Linked DNA regions of Mus musculus: region 2 is linked to region 1. A link is a contact called in public HiChIP or PLAC-seq data. All regions are on one chromosome and are shown on one strand. The core of a region is the stretch at or near the end of the contact, and the rest is flanking DNA. Distances in the headings are between cores, read along the strand shown.

What was found. HiChIP or PLAC-seq counts read pairs in DNA pulled down with a chosen protein or histone mark.
Region 2: a contact with region 1 is called in an H3K4me3 HiChIP or PLAC-seq map of embryonic stem cells, with 12 read pairs. The contact joins the enhancer-like site here to the promoter of Mthfd1 in region 1. A contact is called at or near these places in 4 of 39 promoter capture datasets (the C10 cell line, erythroid cells, fetal liver and 1 more), 9 of 484 Hi-C or Micro-C datasets (CD4 T cells, the G1E-ER4 cell line, double positive thymocytes and 4 more), 7 of 115 datasets of contacts at active chromatin or transcription factors (effector CD8 T cells, embryonic stem cells, extraembryonic endoderm stem cells and 2 more) and 3 of 9 other capture datasets (adipose tissue, liver and pancreatic islet).

Annotation. Positions count from the first base shown.
Region 1 is chr12:76,253,874-76,258,765 of GRCm38.p6, reverse strand. Mthfd1 (methylenetetrahydrofolate dehydrogenase (NADP+ dependent), methenyltetrahydrofolate cyclohydrolase, formyltetrahydrofolate synthase) reads right to left here and starts at 3,534. Exons shown (of 28, transcript NM_138745.2): 1 at 3,222-3,534. The coding sequence starts at 3,262.
Region 2 is chr12:76,376,879-76,381,717 of GRCm38.p6, reverse strand. The region is part of intron 1 of Zbtb1 (zinc finger and BTB domain containing 1); the gene reads right to left. Among named protein-coding and RNA genes, the nearest start is that of Zbtb1, 8.8 kb to the right of the region's middle. Within about 2 kb of position 1,432, at least 12 of the 459 cell types and tissues checked have an H3K27ac peak or open chromatin away from gene starts, as enhancers often do. A contact at or near this core is called in the G1E-ER4 cell line, embryonic stem cells and extraembryonic endoderm stem cells, where this site is marked.

The DNA of each region.
Region 1 (4,892 bases), core at 2,285-4,784:
TTGTTTTGTTTTGAAATTAGACAGGCAGGGCATGGTGACTCTTAACTTTAATGCCAGCACTCCAGAGGCAAAGACAAGCAGATCTCTGACTTCGAAGCCATCCTGGTCTGCAGAGTGAGTTCTAGGACAGCCAAGGTTACACAAGGGAAACACTGTTTCAAACACACACACACACACACACACACACACACACACACACACACCACATTACATGATGGGGCTGGAGAGACAGCTCAGTGGTTAAGAACACTGTCTGCTCTTCCAAAAGACCCAGGTTCAATTACCAGCACCCCTCTGACAGTTCACAATTGTTAACTCCTGCTCCAGGGAATCAATCTGACACCCTCACAGAGACATACATGCAGACAAAACACAGATACACTAAAATAAAAAATGGTAACTAAAAAATGTTACAAAGTATCCTATGAATATGTACAGACTCTGTATCCACTTAAAATTTTAAAAATCAAATCAGGTTTTAAAAATTAAAAACAAGGGGCTGGTGAGATGGCTCAGTGGGTAAGAGCACCCGACTGCTCTTCCAAAGGTCCAGAGTTCAAATCCCAGCAACCACATGGTGGCTCACAACCATCCGTAACAAGATCTGACTCCCTCTTCTGGTGTGTCTGAAGACAGCTACAGTGTACTTACATATAATAATAAATAAATCTTTAAAAAAAAATTAAAAACAAAATACAATTACCAGAACTAACAATCCCTTTCCTGGATAAGTAACCAAAGAAAATTAAATTATAACCTTGTAAAGAAATCTGTTCACTAATAACAATTGTAGCATTATTCACAAGAGCTAAAATATGGGACCAACCCATCTAGGTTGTGACCTTATTAATGGTTGCTCTTATGACATTACAGAGTCTTTTGAAGCCAGGGCATTGCAGGTGCCAGTTCCTCTATCACTGAATAGCCATGGCTTCAACAGACAAATAGAGAAAGAGAATTAGACATACTGTAAATTATTACTCCTTAAAAAAGGAGATCTGTCACATGGACAGAACCAGAAGACACTATGCTGAAAAACAACCCTGACATTGCAAGAAAAATGCTACATAATTGCATTCATTGGGAAGTTAAATCCAAGCACACAGCTAGAAATAAGACGGGGCATGGCAAGAAACCAGACTTTTCCCAAAGAATACAAAGTGGGAGATATGGAAGAGTGGGTAGAACAGAGGACTGTGGGTAATCAAAGACTACTGTATCCAGGATTGTGCCCAGTAAGTTCATCTTAGCAAGTCTTATAATTTACATTTGTCACTTTAGTAACCATATACATTATTACTACCTATATGCATCCCATAATATGTGACTAACCTAAAATATACTTAGTAAGTTTTTTTTAAAAAACATTATTTCTGTGCATGTGTATGTGTATAAGTGTATGCCATGCCTGTCCGTGGGTACCCAGAAGGCATCTTTCCCTTGGAGCTGGAGTTACAGGCAGTTGTGAATGGTCTGAACAGGGTGCTAAGAACTGAACTGAGTTATCTGGAAGAACAAGATGTGCTCTCCTTAATCCCTGAGCCACCTCTCCAGCCACCACATTAAGGTTTAAGAAAGGGGAAAAAAGCAGGCATGGTGATATATGTCTTTAATCCCAACACTCAGGAGGCAGAGGCAAGTAGATCTCTTTGAGGTCAACCTGGTCTACAGTGTGAGTTCTAGGACAGCCAGGGATACACAGAGAAACCCTGGCTTGAAAAACAAGCAAACAAACAAAAGTCTGATGTAGTGGTCCAGACCTGTGATCTCAGCCCTTGGAAGTATAAGCAAGCACTGAATCAGCAGTTCAAAGCCAGAATCAGATACATTTGAGTTTGAGGCAAGCCTGGGTTACCTAAGACCCTGTCTTTTAAAAAAAGAAAAAGGAAAAAAAAAAAAAGAAAGAAAGAAAGAAAAGAACTTGTATATATTATGATTTCTAGTCCAAAAATCTGGAGTTCTTCCTTGCCTTAGTGCAAGATTCACCATTTAATTTATATTTTTCCTCTTTTTTCGCAATCTTCAACAAAAGCTCTCTTTACTCTAGAGTAGGCTTCACCATCATTCTCTCAAGGTCTCTTGTGACAAAACCAAGTGTTTACTGGACACTTACTGCTAGCCCCAGCAGTTAATAAATAACCAGATACCTAATGTCGGAAAAGCAACCTTCAGCAAGTTCACAAAAACAGACCTTTCTCTCTCCTCAGCAGTCCCCAACACTCACTCCCTAAACAAAAAGCAAGGAATGTAGCCCAGATGTTATGCACACTTTCGGGCTCCACACTTAGGGGCTCAATTCCCAGCCCTCTCTCCCAAACAGCAAAAGGGTGCTACTCTCTGGGACGACACTTGGCAAACATTCCCACTAGTTAAGCATTTAAATCTGCACGGCCAGAACAGGTGGTCTGACGGAATATGGAATAGGGTCAGCACACAAGAGCCAAACTGAAAAGTAACTTTAGCGCCAGGACGGATAGGTAGGCTGTTAAAGGGTAGAGCAAGCGAGCGCTGGCGTAGTAGCTGAGTGGTGCGGCGCTTGCCTTGCCTGTGCGATACCTTGGAAGTGAAGCCGGCGGGGTGAAAGAGAAAAAAAGACAGCATTTGGTGTAATGAGGAATGCGCTGAATTAGAGGAAACCCTCTAGGCCAGGTGTGGTAGCCCAAGCCATTAATCCCAGCACTCAGGAGGCAGAGGCAGGAGGGGATCTCTGTGAGTTCAAGATCAGCATGGTCTACAGAGTAAGTTGCAGGACAGCCAGGGCTCCGTGGAGAGACCCTTTGTCAGAAAACAAACAAACAAAAAATTAGAAAGAGACCCTCTCTCTGATTTGACCAATCACCCGTGTCAAATCTTGCCACAACCGAATCACCACCAAATTGCCAGACAAGCGGCTATGCTGGGTTTCTGAGGTTGGACTCCTCAGGTAGCCCGTGTCTAGGCAGAATGATGCCAGCAGCTACACTTTTGAGAACAAGGTCAGGTCAGGACTTGCCGCCAAACCTAGGAATGCAGCCACCCCAGGCAGTCTATTGCAATTGCACATTGGGCCGGGCATGTGTTTCTCTGGCTTCAGGAAACCAGTCTTCAGATTCTAGGAGCCCGTGTCGATGTCCTCTCTTCCCGCAAACCCCATCTAAGCACCTCTCCTGCAGAGCCCAGGCGCTTGGGGATCTGCACGCCCTGCTCTGAGCCCACCACCACTATCACTGGCAAGTACTTACGCAGAAACCAGTTTCCCGTTCAGGATTCCCGCTGGTGCCATGGCCTTTGCTAGTCTGCCACCCACGGTGAACACCAGCAAAAATCAGGTTCCAGTCGCTCCGCGCGCGCAGGACAGCACAACCCACGTGCTCAGGGACCTCCCGGGAGAAATCAGCTAGTGCGCCTGCGTCGCGCTCAGCAGCGAAGGTGCGCAGGCGACCCGGAAAGACGTCGTGACCCGCTGACAGAGGAGGCCCAGGAGCGTCTGCGGGAGCCGGTGGGCCCAGGCAGCAAGAGGGTTGTCACCAAAGACTGGTTGGCGGCAATGACTGGCTGCGGAAAGAGCCTGTGTGGAGCCCGCCTCTGATGAGCCGGGAGCTTCCCGCCTCGCTTTTAGCCAATCAGAGATAGTGTGTAGGGGGCGCGGTGGAACTGGGCGGAGTCCGGGCAGGAATGGGCCTGTCTGAGCAAGTTTGCGTGACCTAGGTTGCGGCGACAGAGTCCTGCAAAGCAGTGTGATTTTGGATCGTACTGGCTTCTCCGGGCAGGATCTTGGAGGCCTTAAGCTGATTCCGGCTACTGACCTGGAGCAGGCAATGCGGCTTTCCACGTTGTCATAGGCCCTAGCTTTCAGAGTGTGGTGGGGAACACCTGGGATAACTGCCTCTCTGTTACCCTCCTAGCAAGAGTGAGGCTATCCTTAACGAGGCAATTGTGTCCCTCTGGTTAGCCATCTGCGGAGGAAGCACTCCAGGGAATTGCTTTTCCACCAGCCAGAGTAGAAATTTGTTTCCGGGGAAAGAGATTTCAGAGATCACCTTGCAGGACTGAAGCCAAGACAGTAATGGACAGGTCCACACCTCGACCTTCACTGTTCAACTCTATATCAAGTCTGACTCTTTACTTAAACCTCAGTTTCATATTAGAACTCAGAAGATAAGACTTCTCTTTGTCCCTCTTCCCAATGTGGCCGTATTGAATAAATCTCCTTTTTCTATATCTTACCATTACTTGTTTAATCGACTTATTAAGGATGGTGACTAACCTGGTTTATTAGATTCTCAGAGCCCAGGGTCTGGCTCGCAATTCTAGTAACAGCAGGGACGATCAATCCACAGCCTTGACATAGAGACAAGTTCGCTACTACTGAACCCAGCCTTCCATAACTAAAACCTGCTATCCTCCCAGGGTTGAAGCCCAAAAGCAGGCTCAGCCCAGCAGCTAAGAGGGACCTCAGAGCAGAAGCGTGGGGCTTCATCAGCGTGAAGGGAGCAGAGTTCAGGACGAGTGATCCTCTGGTCTCAGCGGACCAAATCAGTATTGAAGCAGAGACTACTTTGTTCATCAGCTAGATGCCAGCAAGGCTGGCATCCCTCCCCATTTGCCCTGGTGCAGAAATGAGTTTGGCCATGTCCTCGGGAGCCTGGTGGTAGAGGAATACATCAGAGCCACTGCCTTGACTTTGCTTTTTCTGCCGCTGGAACTGGGCTGGATTCTTACTGTTGGGTTCGAGGTACAAGCCGAGAAAACTTATTTCAGACTCAGGAAGCTTAAAAATGAAAGCTTTATTCTCTGAGCGCTCAGGAAGGCAGCCAGTTCAGGACCTGAAACATGTCCCAGGAAGGATACTGTACAACATTTTAAAAGGATGGGAACACAAAGTGAGAAGTGAGCTGGGGTGAGCTGGGGTG
Region 2 (4,839 bases), core at 183-2,682, 130 kb before region 1:
GATGGCCTAGGAGTTAAGAGCACTTGTTACTGCTGCAGAAGACCCAGGGTCCGCTCCCAGCACCTGCGTGGTGCCTCACAGCCATCCATGACTCCATGGAATGCAATGCTCTCTTCTGGCTGCCCAATGCACTAGGAAGGCATGTGTGCAGTCACACGTGGGCAACTCACTGATACTCATAAAACTAAAGAAGCCTTAAAACGTGTAAAAATAAAATATATTGATAAATGAAGGTGCAGAAACAAACTAAGTACAAACTAAGTTACAGCTAAAATTATATAAAACAGGGGCTGGAGAGATGGCTCAGTGGTTAAGAGCACTGACTGCTCTTCCAGAGGTCTTGAGTTCCATTCCCAGCAAACACAGGGTGGCTCACAACCATCTGTAATGGGGTCTGATGCCCTCTTCTGGGGAGTCTGAAGACAGCGACAGTGTACTCACATACATAAAAATAAATAAATCTTTAAAAAAATGATTATATAAAACAAATCTACACAGTAATACAACCAAATGCAAAGGTAAGAAAGTCCAACGTCACTGGCCCAAGTCCATCCTAAGAAGAGTGAGATTTTGAAGTCACTAGCTATTCCACCGTAGGATAGAGTTAATAAAGAATAAAGAGAAACAAGCAAAAAGGATCAAAGCGTTAAACTTTCTAGTAGTAACGGTTATTGGAAACGGAAAGAAACCAGAGTAGAGCCTAGCGATGCCCACACAGAACAGGGATGAAACTGAGTGGGGCAAGCACGGGGTGGGGAGTGGGGGGAGGTGCCACCCTGCTCTCCCATTGTGCAACCTGCTTACAGTCATTTGCCCCAGTAGTAAGGTGGGAACAACAACAATGACTCCAATAACAAGCACAAAGAATCACACAACTAATGTGTAAAGCGTGGCGTTGGCCATGTAATAATGACTGGAAACAATACTGGCTGTGGTGGCAATGTTTATCTAAGCACCAGGAGGTAAATCTAACTAGATAAGTTTCCTTCCAAGTAAAAGAAATGACAGAGTCAAAAAACTCCAAGACCCTTCTTAGCTAAATGAAAAACACTGATTCGGCCACTAACAAAAATGAATACAAATACACAGAAAGCCAATTACATAGGTGTGAAGCTATATATTACCGCTTCTCACACTCTGCATTAGGCAAGCAAGCACTCCTCCAATCAGCACAGCCTCAAAAGCACTCTGATGCACATTGATTCACTCAATAAATCAGACACTGTATACGCCACTGAAACCAGGAGGGCACAGGTATCCCAAAGCCCAAGGTCGCATGGAGACGTTTTCTTCCCTAGATAAGGACTCCACAGGAAGGGCGCTATCGCTGGACAACAGGAACCTTGTCCAAGGGCAGGTGTAAACCCCGTGTGTCTGTCGCAATCCTGTCAGCCCACCCAGCTGGGAGACACAGAAAGTAGCTGGGTGTGGTGGCACATTCCTTCAATTCTAGTGCTTGGGAGGCAAAAACAAGAGGGTCCCTCCATTTCAGACCAGCCTAGTCTGTAGGGAGGTCCAGGGCAGCCAGCTTCCTCCCCAACTCCTGCAAAGAAACTGTATTAAGCATTTACTTTTATTAAACAGTTTCACTCAAAGTCTAAGAAGTTTTCTTTCTAATTCTTTCTTTATGACTTATAAAACTGCTGGGACTAGGAAGACAGACGGCTCAGTGACTAAGAGCCCTTGTTGCTCTTACAGAGGACCTGGACTCAACTCCTAGCACTCACATGGCGATTCACAACTGCCTGTAACTGCAGTTCTAGGGGCTCTGATGCCCTCTTCAGACCTCAGTGGGCAACAGGCACACATGCATCCAACATACACAGAGGGAAAACACTCATGCACACAAAATAATAAAATCAACAGATCCCAAGGAAACATTCCTGAGTGTCACTTTAATCCCACTGCTGGGAGGCAGATGGAAAGATTCATGAGTACCAGACAAAGGCCTACATAGTGAGTTCCAGGCCAGTCAAGGGCTACACAGTGAGACCCTGCTTTGTTTTGTCAAACAAACAAACAACAAAGTCACCAGAATTTAGTAAGTTTTTATTATGTAGCTTATCATGAAGTCTTTTTTTTTTTAAAAGGAATTATTTTATGTATATGAGTGTACTGTCCGGTCTTCAGACACACCAAAGAGGGCATCAGATGGTTGTGAGCCACCATGTGGTTGCTGGGAATTGAACTCAGGACCTCTGCAAGAGCAGTCAGTGCTCTTATCCACTGAGCCAACTTTCCAGAAGTTTATTTACATAAACAGTCCTTATATTTTACCTGCTCTGATTTTTGTGATTAAAATCTGTTACTACTTGTTTGCGTTACCAGCTATCACTGGAAGAACATGTTTATCAGAGCTGTCAGTTGGGCTGGGACAGAAAGTCAAACCCTCAACTGTCACTCAAAGGTCTGATACCCAGGTCAGTACCAGCATTAAGGAGGCAGAGAGCCAGTGCATTTGACACTACAACTGAAACTTACTTTGAAAATGTTTACCAGCTTATTTTAAATGTCAAAATGCTCAAGAAACTCATCAGCTGTAGTAAGCAATTCAGACAGCCATAAACCTATAGAGAACAGATCTTAATCTAAGTTCAAGAGTCTTATAGAAATCAAACATGTAGGACTGTCAAACATTCTATCAGGATGTAGCTAACTGAGGTAAACTAGGTGCTGGGACTATAGACAAGTATTCCTATGTACCTCAGATGGCACTAAAACCGTCTTGGTACTTTCTAGTGTGGTCTTCGGCAAAGATCATCAACTAAGGACTGGGTCCTGAATTCAGGCGCTACTGCGTAAGTGCTGAGCAGTTCCCTGAGGATGCTATGGAAGCTTTGGGTTTTGTTTTTCTTTTTCAAGGCAGGGCCTCACATAGCCTAAGCTGTCCTCACACTCTATTTGTAGTAGAGAATGACCTTGAACTTCTCATCATCTTACTTCTGCGCCCCCTCCCCCCAGCTCTAGAATTACAGCCCTGCACCACCATGCCTGGTTTACTAAGTGCTTGCGACAGAACCCAGGACTTCCCGCATGCTGGGTAAGCACATCTGTCAACAAGCTATACCCCCAGCTTGTAGAACCTATTTTTAGTAAATTTCTTACTGACATAGTAAAATTTGAGGAATGAATTTTCTCTGTGGATAAATGTCTTAAGTGGTAATTAACAGGTTTGGCCTGATTATATGATAAGGGTGTGTAAATACATTCATAGAGTAGTGGTGGCATGCACCTTTAATTACAGCAGTTCCACACCACAGGGCTACACAGCGAAAGAGAAAAGAGACACTTGTGACAATAACCAGTTTAGAGATTCCTCAAGATAAAAGGTTTTTATCACTTAAGTGACAAACACAAAAATTATTCACTATTTAAACCAGGCGTTCTGGCTAGCTATTAAATTCAATAGTTAGTACGGGAAGTTCTGAATTTATAATTGGATAATGTTCCAAAACTTATTTTTGAGTTATTTGGAACCTGAAACACACATTCCCATAGAAACAATGCTATAAATGGTGGCTCAAGTTTGTGCTCACACCCAAAAGCCTGTTAAAGCCACTGTGCGCCCTGTATGAGTCTTCACGATGCTGGGGCGTACTGTGTCATTAGTACTCACCACTGTGAGGAGCAGTATGGTACAGTAATGTCCACTGTACGGAGCCCTCAAGGACAGGGACAATGCTTAAAGGCCTTAGTGTTCTTGTGGTCAGCAGTCATCCTACAAGGCTGGCACTTAAAGTGAAAGGAAAAGAAAGAAAAGTCCTGGAAACAGCCACTGCTAGACATGGGGTACCAATTCTGGCTGCTCAGCAACTCCCAGCAACCCTTGCGGCCCTTGACTCCTCCTTCTCAGCCATCAAAGCAGAAGAGTCACATTCAGGCAAGGACTCCTGCACTGACTAGCAACAACAGTGCTTCTGGCAATCTAACTGTTAAAAGTTAGTGTCATCATACTGAACACAATTTATAAAATTTCATGAAAAATCAAGCCCAATTTATGACCTTGCAGATCAGAAAGCACACCCAGGCTTTGAGTCAGTGGCCGTCAGCCTTCCTACTGACACAACCCTTTAATACAGTTCCCATGCTGGGGCGATGCCCAGCTATATAGTTATTCTGTTGCTACCGTTATGAATCAACGTAAATATCGGATTTGCAGGATATCTGTGACCCCCTGTGAAGAGTCGTTCGACAACCAACCCCACCCCCAGCCCCAGCCCCAATGGGGTCTAAACCCGCAGGTTGAGAAACACTGCTCTAAGAAGTTAAGCAACATGCGTAGCGACATCTGATTTCAGTGGCTCTAAGGGTCAGACCTAGGTCTCTATCCTCCTAGTCTAGGTTCCTCTGGTCACCAGCAGCGCCTGTGACTGCACCACCTGACTTCACCTCACCAACAGGCCCTGCCCAATGCAGGAACTGTTCACACTTATGCAAAACTCAGGCTGCTGCTCTTTGGCTAGTCTGTTTCTGTTCCCCTGGCCAAGCCAACAGCTGTCACTTCTAAAAGGCATGCTGATCCGCTGTCCGCCATTTTAATCTCCGATAGGCCATGAAACATCTACATAATTTACTTCTTTGAGGCCCTTTGTTATGTACTATGTGGAAGGTAACCAAATTGTCTTTTGGCTTCATGGCAGGTCAATAAATGTTCCCAACTTAACACGGATGAGCCATCTCTGTAGTTCAACTGGATGCCATGTCTAGATAGAAACGGAATTCATCCACACAGCAGGCAGAGGGAAGAAAATGGGGTTCTGAACTCTGCTTCCTCTCTGGTGTAAGAGGAAAGGTATTTTACATATCCATTTTTAACCTTCTATACTAGAGGCAGTGTAG